Linked DNA regions of Mus musculus: all the other regions are linked to region 6. The links are chromatin contacts, called in public Hi-C and promoter capture Hi-C maps. All regions are on one chromosome and are shown on one strand. Each heading gives the region's core, a stretch centred on a gene start, on an enhancer-like site or on the middle of the called end of the contact. The rest is flanking DNA. Distances are from core to core; before and after follow the strand shown. Region 1 holds the start of Chil1 (chitinase-like 1). Region 2 holds the start of Chit1 (chitinase 1 (chitotriosidase)). Region 3 holds the start of Nfasc (neurofascin). Region 4 holds the start of Prelp (proline arginine-rich end leucine-rich repeat). Region 5 holds the start of Fmod (fibromodulin). Region 6 holds the start of Golt1a (golgi transport 1A).

Region 1 (4,258 bases), core at 611-3,110, 870 kb before region 6:
AAGTGTGGAGCAACAGGAACCCTCAACACCAAGCCTCCTCCCTCTGCCTCTCTATTCCATCCTGCCCCAGTCATGAGTCCTACCTTTTTTCGCCAAATTTCCACCCTCCAACAGACAGGAGGGTCTTCAGGTTGGTGTTTCTGTGGAGCAGAACAACCGGGAGAGCAGGGTTGGAGTGAAGCGGCTATGACATTGGGGACCCCAGGTCTGCACACCATAGAAGAGCTCTTGCTTGAAGGGAGGGTCAGATTAAGTGCCTGTTCCTGACATTGATGTTCTAGACAGGCACAGGCTCCACGGTGGTGACTCGGAGGTTCCCCACAGTGGGAAAGCCAAGGAAGGAGAGGTAAAGGGGCCCACAGTGGTGCCATGCTCCATGGAGCTACTGTGGGGACAAGAGAGGCTCCTTCCCTGGGCCCTCAGCGATATTCTTTGTCTCCATGTTACCATCCCAACACAGCCCACCACCCACCCAGGATACCCTCCCACTGAAGCCAAGGACCTCTGGACCGGCCCAGTTCTCTGTCCCTCCTCCCCTATCTTGGTCAGCTTGTGCCCCAACCTGGTCTTCAGTTTATTCAGCTTGTCATAGTTCGACTCGTCATTCCACTCCCATGTGCTAAGCATGTTGTCGCTGCTGATGTTGGCAAAGCTGTAGATGATGTGGGTGCACAGGAAAGGTTGGATGGCGTCTGGTAAGAAGCTTCCAACGCCTTCCCGGTACTGGGACCAGCTGGTGAAGTAGCAGACCAGCTTGTACGCAGAGCCTGAAGGAGAAGTCTGAGGTAGAACGGAGTACCAGTGTGGTGTGGGGGGTGGGTCAGGGCGCGGGGACAGAGTGTTGAGCAAAATTAAAAATCTTCAAGGAAAGGAGCCGGACAGCCTCCTCTGCCTGGCACAAGCTGATGAGTGAGGGTGAAGTGTGACTCAGTCCAAGGACGGAGGACTTCCTGGAGGCAGTGGCTTCCAAAAAGGACAGAGGCCCAGTTGTGCCATCCAGTGTCAAAGATGCCCTGGCTGTAGGTCCTGCCCTACAAGGGAGAGGTAGTCTTTAATTAAAGAACGGCTTTGTGGGTCTCTTGGTGGGAGTGACCCTACCTGATTGCTGGGGCTCATTACCACAGGGGCTGAGTCTACTCTACTCGCTACTTCTAATTCCCCCTACTGTAAATGGAGTCAGTTGGTTGTGGAAAGAAACAGCAGGTCTCACTCAACCCTGTGGCTACTGATACTTGTTCTCTAGGGCACTTTGTCGAAGTCTTCACTAAATCTGAGCCTTTTAAAGTTTGTCATCGAAAAAGTTCAAGTAAACGGAAGTGGAAACCAAAGCAATATACATATACCCATCACCTTGGCTGAACAAGTATTCCCGAGCCCTGTGAGCCATAGAAGAAACGAAGAGTATTCTTTCCTACTAAGACCTCCTCCAGGAGGGAGAGGAGGTGGGTACTCACAGCTCTGGAGCAGCATCAGGACCGCAAAGCCTGTGGGGAAATCCAGGGTCAGACTTTTTTTTGGGGGGGGGGGTTGGCTGCTTTTCCTCCTGCCCCCCTCCCCAGGTCTCTCCTCCTTTCCTTCCTCCCTTTCAGGCTCTGCTCTCTACTCCCCCGCCCCTCCCCCTCCTCCAAGAAGGTAGGAGGCTGGGCCCCCTGTGCAGTAGTTCTTTGGGTAGTCTGGGCCCTTTAGCCTGAAAAATCTGCAGCTCAGAGACCTGTCAGTGCCGCCCTCATGCCCATCCTGGCTTCAGTAGAGGTGTGCATGATGGCTTCTCCTAGTACCCAGCTTCCTAGTCAGGGCCTCTTCCTTAGGCTCCACATCTCCTTCTTATACCCATCCCATCTCACTCACTCCCCCGCCCCCCAAACTGCCCTCCTTACAGGAACTGTGTGTGTGTAAACCCAATTGCTGGCCAGTGGAGGCGGGGAGTCACCTGAGGAGGATTGAGAAACCCTGGAGTTTTGAAAGCCTTGGGGCAAGTCTTGCAGTACCTGCCAGCTGAAGGGTCATGGGGGTGATAACCTGGGTGGGACAGTCACATCTCCAAACCCTTCCTGTGATTTCTTCCCTTCCTACGTCTTGCTTCTTGCCAGTAGTCTCCCAGCTTTCCTGGCAGCTCCGGCTCTCTGTCCAGGCTGGAGCAGGCACAATTGGGTTATGTAAGCCATGCACCCAAACAAGGCCACCATTATACTGCTTGGCTTCCCCCTCAGATTTCTTTCTGTCTCTTGGCTGTTTCCAGAGGCTAGGTAAGGACCAGAGAGCCTTGGGGAGTGGAGAGGGGAGTCCCAAATCCCTCCTTTTAGCAGTTGCTGATTATTGAATCTGGGAAATTGGGACGGGAGAGAGAAATTCAGAAGAAGGCTCTGAGCGGGGAGGCTGTCTCCCCCTCATTTGCGTGCCAGTGTGGAGGATTGAGAAAGGCCCCGAGGTAAGCTGGAGACTGTGGTGATGTGACTCAGAATAAAAACGGGGGCAGTAATGGCCAGAGGTGGACTCTCCTGGAAGCCGGCAACAAGTTCTCAGATCAATATTGCCTCTTCTCTTAGTGATGCTTTGGGATCCCAAACCCAGTGAGGCATCCCACTGGAAACCCTACAGTGGCTTCCAGGGGCTCTTAGTGGGGAAAGGGGGAGTCAGGTGTGAGAAGTGCTCAGCCCTGTGGGGCCTGGCTTCCGCCCTCTGAGCTAACATTTCCATTGTTTTTCTAAGACAAGCCTCATGAAGTAGCTCAGGCAGACCTCAGACTTCCAGCCCTCCTGCTTTCTTCTCCTAAGTGCTGGGATTACTGGTGTCCACTACCATGTTCACTTAAACAACAGCAACAAACAAACAAACAAACAAAAGCCCTCCAAAGACCTAATGACTACAACAACGAAAAACCCACTGGACTTAGAAACTGTGTCCTCTGGTCCCTGCTTATTCATTCTCTCTGTCTCTCTGTCTCTCTGTCTCTCTCTGTCTCTCTCGTCTGTGTGTGTGTGTGTTTTGGGAGGGGGTAATTCCATCCACTGCAGCAGACTATATATATATATATATATATATATATATATATATATATATATAACACACAAGTCGTAGAAGCAGTAGACAGTGAATGAAAAGTTGAGAACTCAGGGGCCTGACTGCTGACTAGACTAGAGAGAGGGGGCTGCCTAGTCAAGTCTCTTGTTTTTATAATCCCCCCTGGTAGTAACGGTGCTACCAGTCAGCTCTTGGAGGTCCTCTGGCTCTGCCTGAATATTTATCCTCAGTAGGCAAAGAGTTTTTCCAGTGTGGGTCTTGAGCAGCTTCGGGGGCTCTCTGCATTGGTCAGCAGACTGGCAGTGGTGGCAGCAGACAGAAAAACAGCAGGTGAAATCTTCCCAACTCCAGCTCTCCTCAGGACTCCAGGACTAGGGCCTCAGCTGTACAGGTATTACAGCCCTTGTGCAAACCGTGGGCCCCTTAGCCTTTGACAGCAGCAGGCTGCATCACGCCTTGCACACAGGCCTAAGCATCAAGATTCCTCAGCTGCTGACAGAGGTTAGGGTTTCCCTTCCTGGTCTTGGGTATCTGAGACCCTTGACTCTTGCAAGCTTAGCAGCTCTTCGGAACCCTTCCCAGTGACCAGGGCCTGTAGTGTGTTCTCTGGCTCTCGACAGCCTTCCACCTCAGCTCTCTGTCTCCCCTATGTCCAGCATCCCCCCTTTTTCCTCACTGGGTGTTTTCTCACACTATTCTGCTGTCTTTTCTTCTGCTGTTAGGCGGTCCGTTGGTTGGCCACGGTGCTGCTTCTGCGGTTCTGTCTGTCCAGCCTTCTCTTCTGTTCAGCTGTAGCTCATTTCCCTCTTCTTCAGCTTGCCTGCTGCCAGCTCTCAGGGCTGCCGCTGCCTGTTGGCCACCCCATTTCTGCTGTTCTGCTGTCTTCGGCACTTTTTTTTCTTGTGCCACCAGCTCAGTCTACACTACTAAAAGCAGATAAGAAAAGAACTCCAGGCTGGTGAGATGACTCAACGGGTAAGAGCACTGACTGCTCTTCTGAAGGTCCTGAGTTCAAACCCAAGCAACCACTGGTGGCTCACAACCACCCGTAATGAGATCTGACGCCCTCTTCTGGTGCATTTGAAGTCAGCTACAGTGTACTTATGTATAATAATAAATAAATCTTTGGGCTGGAGCAAGCAGGGACTGAGCGAGCAGGGCTGACCGGAGTGAGCAGAGGTCCTAAAAAAACTCAATTCCCAACAACCACGTGAAGTCTCACAACCATCTATCTGTA
Region 2 (4,691 bases), core at 234-2,733, 800 kb before region 6:
GTGAGTGGGAGTCAGTGCTGTTTCCTGGTTCCTTACAGCCCCACAGTGGCACAGATGGAGGGCTTGGCTGTGCTGCTTGTGGGCAGGAGGGAAGCCCCAGAGAATGACCTCTTTCTAGAGCTACTGTGTACCCATGGCTTCTTTTCCATGGTGTGGTTCCCTGCCTCAACCAGCACAGTAAAGTCCTTGATTCCTGCATGTGACACTCAATTCTAAACCCACCAGCCCCCTGAGACTCTGTGATGATAGCTGTCTGGGCATTGTCTATTAGGTGGACAAGTGAAAGCTCTGGCCACATCGGTTATGATTTATTTTAATTGTCATTTTAGGGCACAGGTCTACTAGTTTGTTTGTTTGTGTCTTAGTTGGGGTTTCCGTTGCTGTGAGGAGACACCATGACCAAGGCAACTCTTATAAAGGCAAACATTTAACTGGGGCTGGCTTACAGTTTTAGAGGTTTAATCCATTATCATCATGGTAGGAAGCATGGCAGCATGTGGGCAGACATAGTGATGGAGAAGGGCCTGAGAGTTCTACATCTTGTTCCAACTGCAGTCAAGAAAGGCATCCTCAGGTCACTTGGGGGAGAGTCTCAAAGTTCACCCCCCACAGTGACACACTTCCTCTACCTCTCCTAAGAGTGCCATTCCTTGCACCAAGCATATCCAAACCACCACATTCTACCCCCTAGCCCCATAAACTTGTTCAAACATATGAGTCTATGGAGGCCATACCCAGATTAACAGAATGCAAAATATATTTAGTCCAACTTCAAAAGTCCCCATAGTCAATAGCAGTCTCAACAAGGTTAACTATCTGTTGTTCAACTGCAAACACACAAGCAATAAGCGTAGCTTGCTGAAAATCACCACTCCCTTAATCTGTTTATCTCCTCAAACACAGGATTTACCTACATCGCACTTCCCGATGCCCATTTTGTATTTTTCCTTTCTAAGCTTGCTACACTTGATCAAAACACTCTTCATGGGAGCGAACCAGAGGACAAAGTCTATGCTGGGCTTTTCTGAGACTTCTTCTGTCAATGCAATTAATCTGATTCTCTTTCTTTGCCTTCGCCTTAGCTTCAAGCAGACTCTTCAGACAAGGGCAAAAAGCAGCCACGTTCTTCAGCATAACTTCATAAGAATGTTCTCCAAGCAACATACTAAAATTCCTCTCCTCTGAAACCCCTTGAGCAAGGTCTGCACCATTCATATCACCCTCCAAACAAAAGCATGGTCAGGCCTATCATAGCAATACCCCAGTCTCTGGTACCAACTTCTGTCTTAGTTAGGGTTTCCACTGCTATGAAGAGACAAGGCAACTCTTATAAAAGCAAGCATTTAGTTGGGGTTGGCTTACAGTTTCAGCGGTTTAATCCATCATCATCATGGTGAGAAGCATGGCACTGTCTAGGCCGACTTGGTGCTGGAGAAGGAGCCGAGAGCTCTACAACTTGTTCCAACTGCAGTCAGGAGAAACTGACATCCTCCGGCCTCTAGGGGGATCTTAAAGGCCACCACTACAGTGACTCACTTCTTCCTACAAGGTCACACCTTCTAGTAATGCCACTCCCTGGGCCAATCCACACTACCACAGTTTGGCTTTGTTTTTATGAGACAAGGGTTCTCTGTGTAACCTTGGTTATTCTCAAACTCTAGCTGAAGACCTGAACTCACAGAGATCTGCCTACCTCTGCTTCCTGAGTGCTGGGATTAAAGAAAAGCCTGTGTCACCACCACCACCCAGCTTTTTTTTTTTTTCCAATTTATTTATTTTTATTTTGTGAGCATTGGTTTTTTGGTCTGCCTGCCTGTCTGAAGATGTCAGATCCTCTGGAACTGGAGTTACAGACAATTGTGAGCTGACATGTGGGCGCTGGGAATTGAACCCAGATCCTCTGGAAGAACAAACATTGCCCGTAACCACTGAGCTAACTCTCCAGCCCCTAACTGCTGCTATTTTTTTTTTAAAGCTTGCTACAAGCCATATGTTGCTACGTCCTGAGTATGCCACCCCATCCAGCTCACGGTTACCATATCTCTTGACTACAGCAAGAGGCCAGGCAGGGTAGCTGACAGGCAGGGCAGCTGACTGACATCATCTAGGCGTGAGTAGGCACACACTATTGTTTGCTCAATAGGAGAAGCACCCAATGGCACAATGATTTCCATCCTTAAGCAGAGATGGCTGTAATGTTTCTCATGCAATAGCTGATGAAGGTACAGAGGAACACAGAGGGACTCAAACCCACATACTATGGTAGGGGAGTGTGGGCATAAGAACCCTCAGACTCAAATCCCCAACACACACACACACACACACACACACACACACACACACACACACACACAGAGCAGCTAGGTAGTTTTAGACTTGTCCTTGACTTCATAGTCATATGGCCAACCGTGTGTGTGGGGGGTGGTGAATCTCAAAGAAACAAACTAAAAAGAAGAAACTGCCCTGATACATTCATTTGCTGCTAATTGGACAAACCCAGTCACATGACCATACCTAAGTGGATGGAAGTCTGGGAAATGTAGTCCTCCAGGGTTTTGTGTGTGTGTGTGTGTGTGTGTGTGTGTGTGTGTGTGTGTGTGGTGGGGAATACTGGAAGATGTATGTATCTTACCATGAGAAGACTGTTAACTGGAGCCTCAGAAGCACAGTACGTACAGTACGTAGTGGAGTCTGGAACATACATACACAACACCCACCTCCACCCACCCACCCACCCTCACTCACCCCCAGCCCCTCTTCTTCCAAACCCAGATAGTCTGGGATGTGCGATGACTTCTCTTGAGCCACCATGACCATTCCCATCGTCATACTCTTACTTTTAACCCCACCAGACTCCCAGAATCAGCTAGAAACTTTTTTTTTTCAGAATATGAAAATTTATTCCTATGTTTCCATTGTCAAATTTTATGATCTTGGCCGTTCTTTCTTGCCTTTGTATAGAGCCAACAGAGAAACATTGGCTACTTTAACCACCTTAAAGCGGACTCCAGGAACATCACCTACAGCATGACCTTTTCGACCAAATCCAGCAACCGGAACTTCATCATTTTCCTCAATGAAGTTCAGGCAGCCATCATTGGGCACGAACGCTGTGATCTTCTTGCCGTTTTTAATGAGCTGCACCCTGACGCGCTTCCTGATGGCAGAATTTGGCTGTTTGACCTCAACCCCTACTTTTTCCAGCACAATTCCCTTTGCATGAGAGGCGCCCCCAAACGGATTGGCCTTCAGGGCTGTGCCCAAGTGGGCTTTCTTGTACTGTCTATCATGCCACTTCTGGTCCTGTCGGTGACTGCGGAGCTTCCGGGCAGTTCGGAGACCACGACACTTGCCCATCTTGCGGGCGCCACGGGCCTAAGAGAAAGCTTTTTTGTTTTTTGTTTTTGTTTGTTTGTTTGTTTTTTTCTAGACAGGGTTTCTCTGTGTAGCCCTGGCTGTCCTGGAACTCACATTGTAGACCAGGCTGGCCTCCAACTCAGAAATCTGCCTGCCTCTGCCTCCCAAGTGCTGGGATTAAAGGTGTGTGCCACCACGCCCGGCTCTAGAAACTTCTTATGAGGGCTGATTGGGAATCTAGAGAACAGATACCCTCCACCCCTTATAAGGACCTGTAACTAAGTCTACTTAACAGATCCTGAGGCAGGCTACCCTGGTGAATCCACTGTGCTGAGATGCTCTCAGAAGGGTCTCAGGCATCTGAAAGCCAGCCAGGGGCAGAAGCCGAGAGTGGAGTATATTGTGCACTCTCGGCTCAGAGCCGGCTCTTGGTGGGCATCAGAGTCTCACATGCGTCTATTAAAGATTTCCAGAGGCAGACATCAACCTTTGGCCAGACAATCCTTGTTCACAAGTTTAGAGTAGAGCCCAGAAATCTTTCTTAGGTCATATCTTCTTCAACATTTATTTGAAGTTGTACATTTTTCTGGTTTACTTCCAAAGGGAGCCCCTCCCCCTCTCTGATAAAATTAAGACTCTGGCAAAATATCCTGTTTATCCTTTATGGACCCTGGTTTTTGACATAGTACTCACATTCCTCCATGTCACTGTGCTGATGCATTCGGTTTCTATACAACGCTAGGCCGTAAGGACTATTTTCCTGACTGACAATATGTCGGGAAACAGAGGTTCAGAGATGGAGCTCTGGCTGCCCAAAATAACACTGATCTGCTGAAGTGGGACCCGGGTCCCAGGCAATGGCTTCAGATCCTTGTCCTGTAATCACTGGGCTGCATCTTCCCCGGGTTCCCTGGGTGTCAGGTTGATCTATTCTAGGGTGGCTCTTGACTATACGAGAGAACCAAGGAGGAAAGGTGACCAAAAGAAACCCTCTCCTAGGTGACAACAGGAGCCTTGAGGATTGCGTGTCACTCACTCCAGCAGACACACAGCCTACAAAGGTCCCTGGAGAGGTAATATGACGTCCCAACTTGGAGCCCATGCTGCAGGTAGCCAGGACTAGATAGGAGTGGGGAGAGCCAGCCCCTAACTCAGTCAAAGCACTTACTGATGATGAAGGTCCAGCGAGCAGAGACCAAACAGCCAGTCCCATGAAAAGCAGCACGTGTGCTCTGTCCCGACTGTGTGAGACACGAGCGGCCTCATGGCCCTGGGCATGCTGAGCACAGAGGGAAGGTGCCCAGGAGTCCCCTGGTAAAGACAGGCCTGGCCCA
Region 3 (4,661 bases), core at 595-3,094, 570 kb after region 6:
AGCAGGAAGTACTTTTAACTTCTGAGCCATCTCTTCAATCACATTCTTAAGAATGGAACCGGTGGCAGGGACATTTAGAGTCTCAGTGATCCTGCCAAATCGCTCTCCCAAGTTAATTCTCCATCAATTACGGACAAATCCACCTGTGTCCCTATTCCTCCTTGGAAGACTGTGGAAGAGGATTGCTTGTTTAGCAAGAGAGAGACACTGTTTTGGTTTCCTTGGGTACTGCATTCACCTGGTGCACAGCACAGGCAGTTAAAATACCCGTACACATAAAATAAAATCAATGAATCTTTACAAAAACAATAAAAGTGTAAGCAATTGTTTACTTTTTCAGGTCTGATACAGTGAGGATGACATGTGGAGCTCAGCAGGTGCCTCTAGAGTGGACACAATAGTCACCACGCATCACCAGAAAATAGCTGCCTCTTGCTGCTCTAGGGATCCACACAACAGGATGCAGGGAGCTGGCCTCTTAGGATAGGAGAATTCTTTATTCCAGGGACCAGGCCACCACTGGATGCTTTTAGTAAAGGGGGGTGAGGGAACTCTGCCCTCCACACAGACCTGAGTGCTTTCAAGTGCCTTCCCCAAGTCTTCTAAGAGTCTGTCAGGTGTTTGGGACCTACCAGGGTCCAGGGACCCTATCCCTCTGGTTGGGTTGACTGGCTCCTTAGTGTCATCTGGTTCTGGTAGGGTGAAGTCTCATTCTCAGGACTAATACCAGGGTGATGCTGAAGTATTGGTTTTAAGTGACTTGCTGCTTTGTATATGTAGTAACCTTGAAAAAAATCGCCCAGGATTCTGACAATCTTGCTTCAAGGCTTTCAAAACTGGCCTCCCTCCCTGCCTCCTCTTTGCCTCCCATCTGCAGCTGTTGGGTTGGAAGCCCCTAGCTGAAGAGAGGCCATTTTGTCAGTGAGTGGATGAGCCTTTACTGAGCACAGGCTATGTGTGGGGCAGGGGGGTGATCTGCAGCGTCTCTTTTCCTGAGCCCACAGGCAGAGGTGGGTTGGGGGGGATGCTGAGACTGGCAGGTGGGTTCAGGTCTAAGTAGAGGTGATACCTGGGTGTGATCACAGAAGGAGTCTCAGAGTGAGTCTCAGAGTGGTGGTGCCTACGGGGCTGTAGTTTTAGGCAGGGAGCTGAATTAGAAGCTTCTAAGGGCTCATTCAAGGTGGGAGGGGGTACAGGTCTCCACCTGTGCACATTAGCTGAGGTCTACCAAGGGGGCGGGATCTCAGCTAAGACGCAGCCCACTTTGCATGCTCAGACCTGCTCAGTCACCGAGGCAGGGCTAACATTTGGATATGTGGTCTCCAAGTTCAAGGTTTTTCCACTCTAACTCAAGTCTGGGACAGTGCCCCGAGTCTCCCCCGGGCAGAACAATTCTTACAGTTTTAAAACAAGACCCACCTGTAATGTCCTCATGCTTTTTCTTTTGTTTGTTTGTTTGTTTGTTTTTTGCCCCTTGTCAGCTTCGGATGAACAACTCAGTGGAAGTTTTTGGAGGGAGCTATGCTCTCCAAAGCTGTGGACAAATTCCTGCCCCTAAGAACTCATAAAGGGGTTATTTGCAGGACAGACCGCAACAGTTCTGGCTCCAGGTCCTACGACAACACGGAGTGCCACTCTTCTGAAGGAGTATCCAAGATCAAGGGAGAAAACAGGGTTCCCAGACTCTGGTTCTGCAACTTGATCCTTAGCGCGTGGGGCGGACTGTGGCACCTGAGCATCCGTCGGAGCTGCTGGGTCCTGGTCCCAGCTTCTCGTACGCAGGGAGGGGTTCGGGGGCGCGCACGCAGGCCGCCGGGGACGCGCTGGCCGCCCGGGGGCGCGCACGGGCTAGTCTCTGCCCTAATGCGGCGGCTGGCAGCGAGAGGTGCTGCAGGGGACGCGAGGGAAGTGGCGGCGCCGGGAGCGGACATCTGGGACTGCGCCCGGGGCTGGAGCCCGAGCTCCTCGAGGTAAGGTGAGCGCGGGTACCCGGTAGGGTAACAGAACCCGGTCTCGGAAGCCCAACCAGCGGCACCCCCTTTGATTCCGCTCTCCTCAGTCCATCTGCATCCCCCGACCTGTCCCATCCCCCTCCATCCACATCCCTGTGCTTTTTTTTCTCTACACTGCCACCTGCCCGGAACCCACCAGATTCTGGCAGTGTCTCCCTCCAGCTTTCAGCCCTCTCCACCCTAATACCCTTTCGGACTCGGCTGGCAACATCCCATATTCCATCCCTCTCCCTCGCTCTCTCTCTCTTTCCTCGCTGTCTCAGCCTCACCATTGGAGACCAGCCAGCCCCTGTGTTTTCTCTCTGTACACCTCACTTTTCAGTTCCCCATTCCACTTATGTTTTCCTGCCTCACCCGTGGCCCCTCTGCTTGCCCTCCCTCCCGCGGCCCTGTGTAGTGCTGGCCTTCGGTTGCTCCCTTCCAGTTTATCCTCCCCGGTCCCCATCTTCACACCCAGTCCCAACCCCTTCACAGTGGCTTCCTTGTTTCCTCATCCTGCACACTCCCTCTGGAACATCTCCCCTACTCTCCTTGGTTCCTAGCCGGCCTACTACCCATCACCTTCTCTGCCTGCCCTTCGTGGTGATGTAGGTCCGGTGCTGACTGGGCTTGGACTCAGTCTACCCACCCTTGTATCGTCCTACTCTGCCACAGAGGCCTAGGGCTCAGTGGGCCAGGTGTTCACTGCTGTGAATTCAACCTCTCTAAAGCCCTTTGCTGCATGTTTGAGCCTGTTCATAGCTTTGGAAGAGAGATACTTGGGTTTGTAGGCCTCTGTGTGGTCCTCTCCTCTCCTGGAACTATTCAGGTTTGCTTCCTAGATGGGATCAGAAAGGGCTTGAGGCTGGGAGAAGAGGCAGGTCTAAGGGAATGGCCCTCAAGCTCCTGAGACTTGTCCTGAGTCCTGGGCTGCAAAAGCCTGGCAGAGAAACCTTGCTGGAGGGCCTAAGAGTTGGGGTCTTAGCAAAGACTTTTCCTCAGCTTCCAAGCCAGCATTCTGGCATCAGGAATGGTCCTGAGTGTGACCCACGACATGGCTGGGAGTGGTCAGAGTGCTGAATCACGGAGGCTGTGGTCCCACAACAGCCCACCTCACTCACTGAGCCAGGGTCTACTTTTCATTCCTCCCTTGGCTTACTGGCTGAGTTATGCATGCTGTGTGTATGTGTGTTGTGTATGAATGTGTATGTTGTGTATGAACATGTATGTGTGTTTTGTGTATGAGTGTGTGTGTGGTTCTGGACAAAGATGCCTCCTCTAGCTCCAGAGGAGAGGGTGACAATATTCCTCTTCTTGCCTGTCTCTTTCTCTGATAGGAGGGCCCTGATGTGCCTCCTCTAACCTTGGAACTGAGGTGAGCCCTGCTGGGCCCAGATCCAATCTTCAGTAAGGCAAGGGCAGGCCATAGCCTTTGAGACCAGGGTGCACAGGAGATGTGTGGTTTGAATAGGGCCAGAGACCAGCAGGTTCAGATCCCATAGAACTTAAGCCTAAGTAGAAGCTGCCCAGGGAGAGGGTGTGGAGCAAGGAAGACCCTGGAGAGGCTGTGGGGGCAGCCAGAGGAAAGGAGGCAGAACTCAGTCCTCCCTGTGACCAAGGATGCTGGATCGGTGGAACTGCATGCAGGAGGCAAATGAGAGAGAGGAGGGATCACCTTCCTGTCCAGTACATTTCACCTTTTGCCTTGACTAAGCTGGTTCTTCAGAGAGAGACAATTTTCTACCCTTACTCTTTGGATTAGGCCGAAGGAGTGTGTGTGTGTGTGTGTGTGTGTGTGTGTGTGTGTGTGTGTGTGTGTGTGTGTGTGTGAGAGAGAGAGAGAGAGAGAGAGAGAGAGAGAGAGAGAATATGGTATTACTAAGAAAAGAGACAAAACCCAAGAAATTGTATATGCCTTTGTAAAATAGGGCTGGCTTCCCAATCCCCTGTCTCAAAGACTCCTCTAAAACCCTAGGCTTTAGAGGAGGTAAGATACAAACTGCAGTCTGGCCCCGGCAGTTTCCCCAGAGGTTCTTGCTTTGGAATACTGAGGGGCTGAACACAGCTGACTGAAACGTGGGCTGTGGTAATTCCGGATGGCCTCCAGACTGTGTCTGTTCAGGGGACACGGTGTTGGGAGACTGGCTACATCGGCTTTGTCACCCTTCTTGGTCCCCTCCCCGTTGCCTGTGGGGGCAGGGCGGGAAGCTTCTCCTGGCGTCGGGGCCTCCGATCTGCCAGCTTTTCCTGGTATCAGAGAAGCATCACCTGCAGCTGTTGTCGGGAGCTGATTGGATCAAGGCTCTGACGTTGAAGTGCTTGATTGGGGCTCAGGTTAAATGGGGCTTCTGATAACAGCCTACATATTTCCCAGCTTTGTGCAACGAATCTCAGCCCTTGCCCCCTTGTTTGGCATCACAAAAGCTACAGAGAGTTAAATCCAGGCACGCCAACAGCAGAGCCAGCTCCCCAGGGAGCAGGGGCAGGACCTGCCAATTGTGCTTCACTGGCTGGCTCAGGTGGAACTGCATGCAGGAGTGGTTCCCTGTGGACAGAAGCAGGCTCTGCTTACAGTGGCTGGCTGGTCCTTTCACCGTCACACGGAGGGGTGGCTGAGATCTGAGGTTTGGGTTTGAGGTGGGGCAGATCTCAGGAGGGTCCTGTTTTTGC
Region 4 (4,739 bases), core at 530-3,029, 610 kb before region 6:
AGAGGAGCTCCAGCTAGTCCCACTTGGCTTCATGGGTGGCAGGATTGGTGGTGGTTGTGGCAGGGAGCACCGAGAGGCCTTCTATGGGAGATTAGACAGTGGCTCTGTAGGCAAAGGCCTTCTCCATGGCTCCCCATGTCTGAAGAGACCAAACCATTTATTGTCATGGTGGAAAGTAAATGTGTAAAACCATACCCCACTTCTCAGGGCAGGCCTGAGATTAAATACCTTTTGCAGGGAGGAGCATCTGGGAAGGGAATCTTACTGGCCATGCCCTCTGGGCCTCTAGGTATTTCATTAGCATGGAGATCTCTGCCTTGAGCCTAAGTGGCCACAGATCACATCTCTTTTCCTATTAAATTGGTCTGAGATGTTAAGGATGCCTCATCTACATGTGGAAGGGCTTGGGGCATTGCCCCCAAGTGACTGATGGCCACAAATCTATGGGGGTGAGGAGGGAGGCTGAGGCTGGTGACAGGGGCCTGGTGCCTGGGAACAGGCAAAACTCCTTAGATCCCTTCAGGGTCTCTGGGGCTTCAAACTTTTAGCTCGACCAAGGAACAGGCTCACAGTCCATGGCCCCACAGTAGAGCACTGACCTAACACAAGCAAGGCCCTACAACTCCCTCCAGCACAGGCTTTTGGGGGTTGTGATAGCAAGAAGGCAGGTAAACAGGCAGTGAGTGACATTTATATCTCTACGCTGGCTAGGATTCCCTACAATCCCTTCTGAAGCTCCACGGTCTTACCTGAGACACAGACACAGAAATAGGGGCATCTCAAAATCAAGTGACTTGCCTAAGAACACACTTTATTTCCTGTGAGTGGAAGAGCCGGGGACTTTGAGAGTTAGGGGACAGTGACAAGAGTCCCTTGTGGGCTTTGTAGGTCTCTGATGACCTAATGGTGACTGAGTAAGTGTTTCCCTTAGGTTCTGAGCCAGAAGTTGTACTGAATGCACCTTAAAGCCAAGTGTGCCTGACTTTTCAGATGGGGACGGGGGTGGGGGTCATTGTTCAGATAACAGAGACTTTTGAATTGGTTTCCAGGAAGTGGATATGCATTGGGGAGCCTGGCATCATCCTGTTTCTGTGGGATGACCACACAGCCCCCAAACCTCACCTGAGTGTGTGACACAAAGCTGGAGGAAAAGCCCCAACACTGTCCTCAGGAACTAGGAACAATGGCTTGCGGATTTACAATTGGAAACCTGCTTTAATTTGGCTGTGTGATCCTCAGGCCAGAGTGGCCACCAAACCAGTAGTTACCTCTTATATCAGCCCACTGCACAGTGAGTCTCCACTCCCTTAGCAAGCTTCTGGGCTGTGATAGGGAAATATTGTCACTGTGTATGCTCTGAAAAGTGTCTCGTGGCTCCTCAGTGAGTTGAAGAATTGACATCAGGGAAGTAAGGCGCTTGTTAGAAACTCAAGTGGCCAGGGCTGGACCCAGCGACCCCACCCTGCCTGCACAGAAGCAGAGGCCTTGCCAAGTGCTTTCCTCTCTTGATTTGGCTTAGTTTCCAAACACGGGTCAAACGGTCCCTCTCCAGAGCAGCAGCAGCAGCAGGAAACATTATTAAAAGTGAGCCGTTAGCGGGCATCGGGTGTGGATGAGGTCTGTGGAGTTTTGGCTGCCAAATAAAGACTTTATTGTTGTCATCTCTCCTTTCCCAAGCTCCCTCCCTCTCTCCTCTGCTCCCTCCTCCTCCCTGCCCTCCCCCCTCTGATCTGCCCCTCCCTCCCCAAACTAACCTCCCCACCCCAATAGGATCTGGTAGAAGAAAAGTCAGGCAGACACACGCAGACACGCACCAACTGGGAGACCAGAACTTCTAGCTGGCTCTCTGCTGCCACAGCTCCAGCAAAGGGTGGGGAGGAACAGAAGAGTGCCCCAGAGTCCAGAGGAGAGGCAGGTGTGTGCAGGTAAGTTCAGGCAGTGGGGGAGAAGACTAGAAGGCTCCTTCCTCCAGGGGTTCTCTCTAGCTCTGTCCAATCTTTCTTTCCTCCCTCCTGGCCTTCTTCCTTCTCATTTTTCCTCTCTAAAGAGTTCAGATGTAGCCTTCCTCATTTCCTGATGACACTCTCTTGTCTCTCCAACATCCTGCATCCTAGCGTTTGCTTGCTGCTGAAGTTAAACTTTCTAAGTGCAGATGTTTGTGGAGCACACAGAGCTGTGTCGCACACAGAATTTGAACAGAGCAGGTGTTGCCATGGGAACTGGACACTAGAACCGAATTCTCTACACCTTTCATGTATTACCATGCACTGCAGAAGACAGACAGAAAGATAGACAGACAGACACACACACACACACACACACACACACACACACACACACACACTGGGTTTTGTCTCTTACTCTCTCACGTGCCTCCTCAACTGCCTGACCAGAGACAGCGTTTTCCTTCTGAGATGACAGAGCCAAAAGACAATCACGCCTTGGCTGGTCAGGGAGGATATGAACAATCAAGTGATTTTTTTTGAAAATTTCTTTCTTTTGAACTTAATCAGGCAGAAGGGAGAGAAAAGTGGCCCTCCAGCCTACACAGTATCCTCTCAGCAGCCCGAATTCCTGTCTCCCTCCCCAAACCACTTGGCTCTTACAAAAAGAAGTCAAGCTTGCCTGCAAGCCTTGGAGGCCCTAACTCCTGAGTTAACAGTTCCACACACACACACACACACACACACACACACACACACACACTACATAGTCAGAAACACTCTTCTCTCTGAAGTTATTCTGAGATTATCCTGACCAGTCAGCTGGTAAGGGGGCTTGAAGTAGAGGAAGCAGGGAGGGGAACCTGGGAGTCTTATTTGCACAGCTCCCCCCTCTCCTGCAATAGAGGGGCCCCATGGCAGTAAGAAGGGGGGCACTACTTGATCCTCAGAGGGCCCTGAGCAGTAGGCAGGGAATATGGAAGCTTTAGTAAAACAGGGACAGACACTCATTACAGACCCATCAAACAGAACCCAAGAGGTCCAGAGCTGTGTTAATACATCCTGAGACTCCCCTAACTCCCTTGGGATTCACATAAAGGGCTATGTGGTGTCCTCAAAAAGGAGCCCCTGCAGTCTTGACAGTGAGGGCTGAGAGCCACTGCAGGAGGGAACAAGGCACTCTCTTGTGATTACTAACATCATCCATACTAGGCAACCATACTTCGGGGGAACATTCTACAAAGAACATTCTACCTTAGTCTATCTCCTCTTACCTGCTAAGCTACCTGTCCCAGGTACCCAAGAGCTAGTACTAGCTGTCAACCATCCCTTCTAGATTCTCTCTCCCCGTACCCCACAGGTCTGTCCCATTTGACTCTCTCAGAGGACAGACGAGTTGATAATGTCCCTTATCCACCCTCACCTTCCTTGAGGAGAGCACCTCAAGGCTAGAAGGAACAACAACAGCAACAACAACAACCACAACCACAACCACAAAGACAAGGAGAAGCCCTAGATCTCAGAAGAAGCCACAACCAGCTGAAAAGAGAGATTTCCATTTGCCAGCCAGTGTCCCCACCTCTGCAGAAAGCGGAGAGCTGGGTTAGTAAGTCAGGATGGAGACACACAGCGGGCTTTGCACGGGTGTCTGGGGAGTTCCAATCAGTTGACACTGAATGTCCAATGTAGTCTTCTGAGCCACACAGGGAATGAAGTTTCTCTGAGTACCTACACTGTAAGAAGGACCCCTTCTTCTCCAGCAGTAGGGAAATGAAGGATGTTAACCAAGCAGTCTGATGGTGGGGGGAAAACCATTACTTCAGAGTGGTACCAACAACCACTGGATACACACTGAGCAATCACTTTGCACATCAACTATTTTAACCCTTCCAGCATCCAGACTGGGGCTGCAGCTAGGTGGTAGAATGCTTGTATAATATGCACAGAACCCTGGTTTTAGCACCTCCAAAATAAACTTGGTCAGCAAGCCTGTTTTTTAGATGTGGAGACTGAGGCTTGTGTAGTAGTCCCGAGCTAACACAAGTTGCAGGGTGGGATCTGTCTCTATAGCCATATTCAGCATCACAGGGATTCTTCTTGGCTTTCATCAAGGATTAAAGGTGGTAGGGAGAGAGGCAGAAAGGTGGATAAAGAGGGCAGTGAGTTTTCAGAGATCACCTGACTGTCCATCTGATTTCTTCCCCATTCCCCTGAATGGGAAGCCTGTTCTTTCAGACTCCTTCCCTAAAACCATACAACCTCCATTCTGTTTACATTCTTCCTGTTCAAACCGGAATATGGTGTTTACTCTGCAAAAGTGTTAAACTTGGCTTTAGCACTTTTTGACCTACACTGCATTTTAAAGTTGCTTGTGCCACTAACATCCGACAACTAGGAGAGCTTTGCCCAACCCCAGTTCATGCTGTGCATTTTGAAGAACCCCTCACCCTGGGCTTTATTGGCCCACAGCACCTCAGCCTTACGCTGGAGGAGTCCAAACATTGACAGTCCCTGGGCTCTTACAACACATAAACAGGACAGGTGGGAAAGAGGACTTCCGCACTTTAAATTCAGGGAGCCTCTCCCAGAACCTGCTCTTCTGTAAACACATTGTCCCTGCCATTTCCAGAGTCTTGTTTCTGGATCGTGCCTTCAGATGTGTGAGCTCATCCCATCCTCATACAGATGTCAATCCTGGGGCCCAAGGGGAGAGAGAGGCAGAGGCAGGATTCAAGCCCAGATCCACGCTGTCAGAACCGAAATTTGAATTGTAAACTCTTTTAAGAAAGACTTCTA
Region 5 (4,410 bases), core at 1,742-4,241, 730 kb before region 6:
CAGGACGGAGGCCCACTGCATTTTTGTCTCTGTAGAAAGGGAGAGGACAGAGCGAGAGGGGGCATGAATGAAGGTGCAGGCGGGCAGTTGGGTGGCTCAGGCTGGCCATAGGCTCTGTGACTGACACTGTGACTACAGTCAAGCACTGGAGGGCAGAAACTGTGCTTCCCCCTCACCTGGGTGCCTCCTCCTCCTGGCTCTGCATACCTGGGGAGCTGAGGAAGGTCACCGGTTTAGCTTCTGGTCTTGCAGCCATGAAAAGAGTCTGAGATTAGAGAAGAACCTGAGAGGCGTGGGCTGTAGTTTGGGGAAGGGCAGGTCCTTAGCATCCTCCAGCACCCTGAGGTTCTGTTGTTGAAACTGAGAGCCTTGCAGCCTATCTCTCTGTCTGTCTGCCCCCCCCCCCCAATTGGGATACTTTTAGGTCTGAACTCCCCTCTAGTTTGGACTTGCAGGGAATTTTTTTTTCTGCAAGTCCAAGGACAAGAGTCTCCTGGTTCTTCCTGTGTCCAGGAAGCCTCCAGAAAGGACTGGGACTTCCAAAGGGAATAGTTGAGCTACTTCTTGAAGATCCTTTGGGTCTCATGGGCAGCCTGGGGATTTGTGGTCCTGAGTGTGTGGGAGGGTGTGGCTCCCCTGTGGCCACCACAAGGTCTGGGCTATTCTCCAGAGGACCATGGCCTGTGAGTCTTCTGGGCGAGAAAAATGCACTGGTTAGCAGCTTGTGGCTGAGTGTGTAGCCAGACTTCAGTCTTTCCAGACTGGGAACCCAGTATGGCTCTAATGATTGTCTTCTGGGCTGACTGTACTGTGTCTGGCCTGGTCTGCGTCTCTCTTCTGTGGTCCTGAAGACTGAAGGACTTCACCCTCCTCTCACCCACCATGGGGATGGCAGGAGCCATGTGAGAGGCGATTGAAATGAATTAGGGACACTGAGAACTGGAATAGAAATGGAAGGGATGGAGGGAATCCAGAAGGGGCATTTACTCCTCCTTTTTGAGACAGGGTCTCCCTACACAGCTTTGGCTCTCCTGGAACTCACTAAATAGACCAGGCTGGCTTCGAACTCCCAGAGCTCCACCTGTCTTTGCCTCTTGAGCGCTGGAGTTAAAGGCATGCACCACATACGAGGTGTACCTTCTTCTCTTCTAAGCTACCTCCTTCAAGTGATGTCACTTGGCTTTCCAGGCTCAGTTAGCACCCACGCTGCTGAGGAGTCTGTTGCATTAGAGCTTGCTAGCAAGACAAGCAAGGCATGCTGGGGCCTCCAGGAGGGAACCTGCAGGTGTAGATAGATGGTGGGGAGCCAGGGGTGTCGTGTTTGACCTGGTTGCTATGGCCAGAGCACTGCATAGTCCCCGGGAAGAGGGGGACCTCCCAGGTCACAACTATTAAGACAGAATATTTAGAATCTTTCCTGGTGCTCTCACCGCCGGGCTGTGCTGGGATTGACAGCTGTGGACAGGACAGTCCTATGAATTGATGAGAAGAGACCCAGCTATGACAGTCCAACTACTCCGTTTCTGAGCAGCATCTCTGTCATGCCCTTCTGTTCCCTGAAACAGTTCCCTTATGACTTTTCATCCCACAACTCCCCGGATGGCTCAGGACAGGCACTCTGGCTCATCCCTGGGCAGCCACAGTCCCTGAACAAAGAGCACCAGTGTTTCTGAGGAGCAGACTCAACTGCCCAGTGCCTAAGATGCTGACTGGTTCCTGATTTGGGCCAGGAGAGAAGACGGATGGAACGGCCCATTGCCAAGAGAGCATTTTTCCATGCACAGCCCTGGGCTGCTGCAGGACTGACCAAGGTGGCTTTTTAGAGAAGACTGACACACTAAGCCTCTGTCCATTTTGTCCCTCTTCCAGACTAGGCACTTTGGCAGAAGGGGACTACCTTCCTCTTCAAGGTTCAGCTTTCCATGGGGCTCCATGCCCAGCCACAGTGGCCTCCCTTCAGAGTATGACTGCTGGAAGGGCTTAGGAGGAGTGCAGGCCCGTCCTTTCCCCACCTGATCTAGAATGTGACTTCAGGGCTGCACACCCTTAAACTGTTTCTTGTCATGCTAGAGACCCTCTATTCAGTGTGAAGTTTCCAGAAGTGATTCTCTCAGACTTGGAGATCCCGACTCGGGAGCTACAAATGTACCATTTTGTTTCTTCAGTCTGGGGAAACTCTATCAGAGGTGAGGTCAAACTAAAAAACCATATTCTATCCACCACTCCGTCCATGACTCCTTGGATCAATTCTTTATTCTCTCCTCTTAACTCCAGCAACACATGTTACATACACAAAGCTTGCCCTCTAACATTTGGGCACAATGCCCCTCTCTAAGAGATCTCTGGGACATCCAGAGACTATTCTCCAAAGTGCCCCAAGTCCTAGCATGTTGAGACTCATAGGTAGCAACCAGGAGACTTTGCAATTTTCTTCATGTTTTTATGTCAGTGAAAGAGAGGCCCCCAATACCCACAGGGAGCTGTAGGAGACAGGGAACATGCAGCCCCTGCCGTTGCATCTCTTCAGCATCCCTGGGAGGCATGGACCAGTTGGGATTAATAACCCATCTCTGCCCACTCTTCTCCCAGCCTTGTCCTTCCCCCTTGTTTCTCTTTATAGAATTGCAAGGGAGCAAACCTAAAGAAATAGGGCTGCACTTACCTTGGGTTGAACTGTTCAGAGTGACCACGTCCTTCTGTCTGGTCTCCTTGGGTTGGAGAATGTGGCAGAGAGGGAAGAGAGGAGTGAGCGCCTACGGAGAGTGTGCAAGTCTGTGCCAGGCCAGGGCCCGCCCCCAAATTCCTAATCAAATATCTCAAAGAGGGGCTGAGGAGCCTAAGCTGGCTTTTTCAGTCCTGTAAGGGGCGGAGCTCACACTCAGCTCTGCAAAATTCCGTCCGACCCAGGCTGTAAAAACCACCTTCTTTCCACTGGGTTATCTTCCCTGGAGCATTGGCAGCCTGAAGTCTCTTGCTGCTGAATAAGTTAGCGATGCCCCAGAAGTTATTTCTGCAGTCTCTTGTGCGGTGCCTGGGTTTCTCATTAAACCCATAAAGTAGACACAGGAGAGGGAGGGCCAAGGTTTGGAGAAAGAACCTTTTAACTCTTTCAGCAATCTTGGTCCCCTCCGGGAGTCTGCACTTATCTTTCTTGGCTCAAGCACCCCTTGTAGCCAGATGTCAGACTAGTGAGTGGGAGAGCATGCTGGCTGCAGGAGGGCTTGGGCTGGCTCAAGTTCATGGCGACCACTGAGACCTTTCTGCCACGGGAACAAATGGAAAATCAGGGACTCTAACTATTGCTGTTATGCCTTTACGGATGTGGAATACCTAAGCCAGGGGAAGACGAAGCTAGGGGGATGGGATGGCATTAGACAGTGAAGGGCTTTTAAGAGCACAGAAAAGATTTTAGCTTAAATGTTTAAAACAGTGTTTGATAAGGGAGGCTCACTGGATCTGATTTACCCTCTGACAAGGTTTTATTTTATTTTATGTGTATGAGGAGTGTTTTGTCTGTGTACCATAGGCATGCAGTGCCCATCGGCACCAGAAGAGGGCGTCAGACCTCCTGGAACTGGAGTCAGAGAGGATTGTGAGCTGCTATGTGGGTGCTGGGAGTTGAATCTAGGTCTTCTAGAAGAGCAGCCAGTGCACTTACCTGCTGAGCTGGAGAAAGTCAAACAGGACTGTCTGGATTTTAATTCAGCCCTTAGGTGGACAATAGCACCACTACACAATGTGGAAAGAGACAGAAGACTGGAAAAATCTAAGTTATACTTTGGGTATGTAAGGATAGATGCCATTTAGAAGTTCCAGTGAAGAGGCAGACAGGCCACTGCGTCTGAAACTGAATTTGGAATTGAGGGACAAGGGGGAAAGCCCTTGAGAACCACGAGACTGTGGCTTACATTGAGTCTAGTTAGCTTAGATGAGCTCTTAACTCTTTCCTCAAATTCTGGCTCATAGCCACACTCAAGAAGCACCCTTTAATTTAAAGAAATACAAAGAGGTTAAACTCTCAGAATGTCTGAGTTTGGAAAGTTTAGAAGTGTCTGGGCAGATGGGACTTTGGGTCAAGTTGTTGTTAGTGCAAGGCTGCCAGGAAGGGGCGTGTCCCCCTACTCTAAAGGCTCTGCTTTATAGGGGCTGGAGAGATGGCCCAGCAGTTAAGAGAACATGTGTGCTCTCCCAGAGGTCCTGAGTTCAATTCCCAGCAACCACATGGAGGCTCATGACCATCTATAATGGGATCTGATGACCTCTTCTGGTGTGTCTGAAGATAGTGACAGTGTACTCACATACATAAATAAGTAAGTCTTTTTTTTTTTTAAGTCTGTTTTGCATTTGTCTTCTCTTTTAATGAGCACTGTGCCATTTTACGCTGGAAAGAGGACTCCTGATGCAGAGTGA
Region 6 (4,462 bases), core at 1,063-3,562:
CTATCTAATCTGGTATCAGGCAGCTGCTTCCAGAAGCATCCAAAACCCTCCATGCTTCTTCCTTCTTGCCAAGTCACTTCTAGCTATCCTCATCTCTCCCCTCCTCCCTCCCCCACACAGTCTCCATTAGCTTCTAGTTTCCTGCTTGTCACCACTCCTATCCCCAGTCCTCCACATAGAGCTCTAGGACCGAAAGTGTACCAGCTGATCATATAGCATCCTTCTCACTGGAATGAAGCAGGGACCTTTTTCTATACATGCCTTACAGGGCATGTGTATGGGGTGGGGGGTCTCAGACATCTTCCACTTTCTCTCGAGCCCCGCCACTCCTCTTACACCACTGCCTTTGACTTCTTACGATGCCCACGCTTTCTTGCCCCAGGACCTTTGCATATGAGGTTTCCTAGGTGGAACAGTGTCCTTTAAATGCCAGCTCCTCAGGGGAGCCTGTCCCTGTGCTCTGACAACAATCTTGTCACTTCTCCCTCTCACAGGACCAAGCATCATAGGACTTGTCCCAGCCTCTAAGAGCGTATTATCACACTTGAAGGCTAATGAGCTTAATAGCATGTCAGCATGCCCCTGCCTCAGGGCTCTGCTGTTCTTCCTTCTTACCCCCTCAGTTGCAAGGTGGGAATGCAGGGGAAGCAGTTTGGGTGAGGTAAGTCAGGAGATATTTAGGTTGTCACAAGGTATGGGAGGGTCGACTGCTGTCACCTGCTGGGTGGCCAGAGGTACTGCTAAAATTTCACAGTGTCCAGGACAGTTCCCTTAACAGTAACATCTGCACCCAAAGGCTGCGTGAGCTGGGGAGGCTGAGAGCCTGTGCCCTGGGATCTAGGGACTCTTTTGGTTTTAAGCATCAGCTATCTACGTGTTGGTGACTTCCATGTTTCTCTTTCTGGACAAGTCCCTTGGAGTTCAGACCCTTACCCTCTAACTCCCTGCCTGAAGTCTATCCAGGATGTCTGAGACAAGGGCGCCCAGCCCCTTCAGACCTGGCTCCTGCTTCCCACTTCGGCTTCTTTTCTGGGACACTCCCCAGGCACCAGAGAAATATTCTTAACTTTTATCCTTCCATATCTCCACTCCAGAAAATTCCTCCACACAGGCCCACAGGACCACTTCCTATCTCTGTACGGCTCACATCCTGGCCCTGTCTTCTCTCGCCTTGGAAGGGTCTCTTCATTGCTGCTCCATCCTCTACAGTCTACTTTACCTCAGCAGCCAGAATGAGCTTTTCATATGCTCTAACCTTTGCTGTCTACACACTGGTCCAGCATGGGCTAATACAGTGGTCCAGCATAGGCTACCTTTCTGCCTATAATGTTTCAGCCACACCAGTCTCTTGGTTGGGGCTCGCACACCGCAGATGCAATGTCTCAGGACCTTTGTGCTGGCTGTTTCCTCTTCCTGGAACATTCTGCCTCCAGACGGCTGCATAGCCTACCTTCTCACTTCCTGTAGTGCTCTGCATTAATGGCCCTTTGCAACAAAGCCTTCCCTGGACAGAGGATATGAATACCCTCACACGCATTCACATCCTTCAAACTCCACGGCCCCTTTAAGAGTAAAGAGTTTTGTGTTAGGCTGGCTCTTGTTACTATGTGACCTGCTAGGCAGTCACTTCTTAAGGTAATGGCTGCCTTCCCTTGCTAGAAGGTAAGCAGAGGGCATGCCTGCCTTAGTCTTGATATTCCCGTCTGTACTGGCACAGTGCTTGGCACAAAGCAAATGTTACCATAGATTCACTGAGAGAAAGCAGGCTCAGAAGCTAAGCAGCTCAGCCAGTGAGACCTTAGCTCTCCCCTCCCTGTGGACAATCGGCTCCTCCCAGGCCACCTCCTACCTAATTCCCCTAAAGGAAAAGTAGGGATGTTTGGGGTGAGGATACAGACCCAGAGCCACAAAAGACCTTGAGGTTTTGGGGTGATGTCTGAATGGGCAGAGGCATCCAAGTTCTCAGAACTATAGGTGAGATGGGCTTCGGCCTGCTGTGAGTTTGCCTCGGGTGGCCCCACCCTCTACAAGGCAGAGGTCACACCTGCCCCGCCCCGCCCCTGCTGCTTCGAGGATGCCAACAGAGCAGCTTCCAACCGCTGGCTCCAGAGGTCACATCTGTAGGTCCCAGCAGAAGAACCAGGTTGGGAAGAGCGAGTGTTCACTCACCCTAGTGGGGACCCCTCCACAGCCCCACGGGCTCCCGCCAGCCAGGCCACTCACTCTGCCACTCGGTGATGGAGATCATGCTTCAGTCCACGGGGGGGCCTTCCTGGTCAGCTGGCTAGTGGAGAGCCCAGAGGACCGAGCCTGAGCATGTTCCAGGGTGGCTGACCCTTGGCAACAGGGACAGAGCCGCAGGTAAATCATTAACTCTCACCCTCCCACATTCCCCACACAAATGGCTACTTAAAGGTACAGACCTGTTCTGAAACTAACATTCACAAAGTTCTTGCTGGCCCACCTCCTCTGAACAACGTGGGAATGGAAAGGCAAGGGTCTGGGCACAGCTGGTTTTCTCGGAGAGGTGGAATGGCGCCCCGGCCCTTCGGATTTTATTTTTATTTTTTTTAAGACTATCTCTCCTGCCTAGACTGGAACTCACTATGAAGACCAGGCTGGCCTTGAACTCACAGAGATCCACTTGCCTTTGCCACCCCAGTGCTGAGATTCAAGTCATGTGTCACCACACCCAGCTTTAAAATGTGCTGGTTATTTATTTATTTATTTTGGTTTTTCGAGACAGGGTTTCTCTGTGTAGCCCTGGCTGTCCTGGAACTCACTCTGTAGACCAGGCTGGCCTTGAACTCAGAAATCCCACTGTCTCTGCCTCCCAAATGCTGGGATTAAAGGCGTGTGCCACCATGCCCGGCCTATATATTTATTTTGTTGTTTTGTGCTAGCACACGTGAGAGATACTAGGGGCACAGACTCATGAGTAAAACTTATATCAGACCTAAGGGGAGTCAGATTTATATAAACCAAGGGTGTAGGTGTCACGTGGAGTTAGGCAGCAGAGACTTCAAGTTCCTCCCTGTCCCTCATCTCACCCCGCCCCCGCAGTGCCCTGATGGGGTGGTGAGGTTGAGCAGGTGGAGAATTGTTCTCAGGAGAAGACGAGATAGATAGGGAACCTGTGTCGATCCACTGAGTAGCTAGATAGACATGGGCACATCATTCCGTGTTCTGCAAGCCTGGCGAAGAGGCAGATGGGGCCTCAGGGGCCAGCCCAGCACTGAGGACCACTTGCTGCTCCTGCAAGGGAACCCAAGAAAGGCAACCAGGAGTGGATCCCCTGATAGCATCAGACAAAGATAGAGAAACCAGGGTTTATATAAAACTTTAAGTTTAAAGGGTCAGGCCTGAAGGATAAAGGCGCTGTGAAAACTCACATAAAGCTGGAGGGAGGGATCCAACGCCACAGAATTGTCCTCTGACCTCTGCATACAACGGAACATCTTTAAAAATTAAGGGAAAATGTAAAGAGTGGAAAAATACGAAAGTTTTTAGTACTTTTTTTGAGATAAGGTCTCACTACATAGTCCTGGCTGTCCTGAGACTTGATATGTACATGAGGCCGACCTGGAACTCACAAAGATTTTTCTGAACTCTGCCTTCTGAGTGCTGGAATTACAGCATGTGCCACCATGCCTGGCTTATCATTATTCATTTTAATTATATGTATGCATGTGTGTGTGTGCACGTGCATGTGTGTGTGTGTGTGTGTGTGCAGGTACCTGTTGAACAGGAAGCTTTAGAGCTGAAGTTAGAGGTGTTGTGAGTTGTCTGACGTGGGTGCTGGAAACCAAATTCAGGTTGCGACCCTTTAATACAGCTGCTCATGTTGTGGTGAACCCCCAACCATAAAATTGTTTTGTTGGTACTTCATAACTGTTGGTTTGCTACTGTTAGGAATTGTAATGTAAATATGTGACATTCAGTATATCTGATGACCTGAGGGGGTCATGGCCCACAGGTTGATATCTGATATTTGGGATATCTGATGTATGACCCCTGAGGGGGTCATGGCCCACAGGTTGAGAGCCACTGGCTTGAGAACTCTCTTCAATGATTCTGGGGTGCTCTGCTCACCTTGGGCAGATGCTTTGCAACCAGTGTCTTTGTTTTTCAGCAACACAGTCTGACAACACTGAAAGAACTCTCGATTGCAGGAACTGTTATAAACTGCTATAATAATAATAATAATAATAATAATAATAATAATATGTGTTGCCAGTACACATATTATTTGATAATTTCGAGACTATGTCACAGTCCATTGAAGTTTCTTCACAATAATCTCACAGAGGTGCTTATGAAACTTATTCTAAAAAGCTTAAAACCCCACACAAACATTTTAGTAGTATGATGAATTGACATTGAATAAGCTTATATGAGAAGCGCTTTTTAGCTCAGGCATTGACACTCTAAAGAGCTTTGCCGAGGACCAAGGCAAGTCTTA

The links. Promoter capture Hi-C pulls out the DNA fragments that hold promoters and counts their contacts. Hi-C and Micro-C count contacts between places; a contact is called where the count stands out from the background.
Region 1: a contact with region 6 is called in a promoter capture Hi-C map of hematopoietic stem and progenitor cells, with 3 times the contacts expected there. The contact joins the promoter of Chil1 here to the promoter of Golt1a in region 6. A contact is called at or near these places in 2 of 39 promoter capture datasets (hematopoietic stem and progenitor cells and pre-B cells).
Region 2: a contact with region 6 is called in a promoter capture Hi-C map of hippocampal neurons, with 6 times the contacts expected there. The contact joins the promoter of Chit1 here to the promoter of Golt1a in region 6. A contact is called at or near these places in 2 of 39 promoter capture datasets (hippocampal neurons and pre-B cells) and 1 of 484 Hi-C or Micro-C datasets (B cells).
Region 3: a contact with region 6 is called in a Hi-C map of embryonic stem cells, with 2.3 times the contacts expected there. The contact joins the promoter of Nfasc here to the promoter of Golt1a in region 6. A contact is called at or near these places in 1 of 39 promoter capture datasets (frontonasal cranial neural crest), 1 of 15 datasets of contacts at CTCF or cohesin (embryonic stem cells) and 6 of 484 Hi-C or Micro-C datasets (B cells and embryonic stem cells).
Region 4: a contact with region 6 is called in a promoter capture Hi-C map of liver, with 2.2 times the contacts expected there. The contact joins the promoter of Prelp here to the promoter of Golt1a in region 6. A contact is called at or near these places in 4 of 39 promoter capture datasets (cranial neural crest, liver, second pharyngeal arch cranial neural crest and 1 more) and 1 of 115 datasets of contacts at active chromatin or transcription factors (embryonic stem cells).
Region 5: a contact with region 6 is called in a promoter capture Hi-C map of pre-B cells, with 2.5 times the contacts expected there. The contact joins the promoter of Fmod here to the promoter of Golt1a in region 6. A contact is called at or near these places in 10 of 39 promoter capture datasets (the C10 cell line, the HPC-7 cell line, the SN4741 cell line and 6 more), 1 of 15 datasets of contacts at CTCF or cohesin (embryonic stem cells), 9 of 484 Hi-C or Micro-C datasets (B cells, the N1E-115 cell line, cortical neurons and 2 more), 1 of 115 datasets of contacts at active chromatin or transcription factors (embryonic stem cells) and 1 of 9 other capture datasets (embryonic stem cells).

What each region holds. Positions count from the first base shown.
Region 1 is chr1:134,180,006-134,184,263 of GRCm38.p6, reverse strand. It overlaps Chil1 (chitinase-like 1), which reads right to left and starts at 1,860. Exons shown (of 10, transcript NM_007695.3): 1 at 1,712-1,860; 2 at 1,455-1,484; 3 at 563-767; 4 at 84-140. The coding sequence starts at 1,760. Gm46158 (a long non-coding RNA gene) reads left to right here and starts at 2,174. Exons shown (of 2, transcript XR_001779452.2): 1 at 2,174-2,428.
Region 2 is chr1:134,108,034-134,112,724 of GRCm38.p6, reverse strand. Chit1 (chitinase 1 (chitotriosidase)) reads right to left here and starts at 1,483. Exons shown (of 12, transcript NM_001284525.1): 1 at 1,363-1,483. It also overlaps the pseudogene Gm8618.
Region 3 is chr1:132,738,980-132,743,640 of GRCm38.p6, reverse strand. Nfasc (neurofascin) reads left to right here and starts at 1,844. Exons shown (of 30, transcript NM_182716.4): 1 at 1,844-1,970.
Region 4 is chr1:133,918,441-133,923,179 of GRCm38.p6, reverse strand. Prelp (proline arginine-rich end leucine-rich repeat) reads left to right here and starts at 1,779. Exons shown (of 3, transcript NM_054077.4): 1 at 1,779-1,925.
Region 5 is chr1:134,035,835-134,040,244 of GRCm38.p6, reverse strand. It overlaps Fmod (fibromodulin), which reads right to left and starts at 2,991. Exons shown (of 3, transcript NM_021355.4): 1 at 2,663-2,991; 2 at 1-29. The coding sequence starts at 21.
Region 6 is chr1:133,307,673-133,312,134 of GRCm38.p6, reverse strand. Golt1a (golgi transport 1A) reads right to left here and starts at 2,312. Exons shown (of 5, transcript NM_026680.4): 1 at 2,224-2,312. The coding sequence starts at 2,248.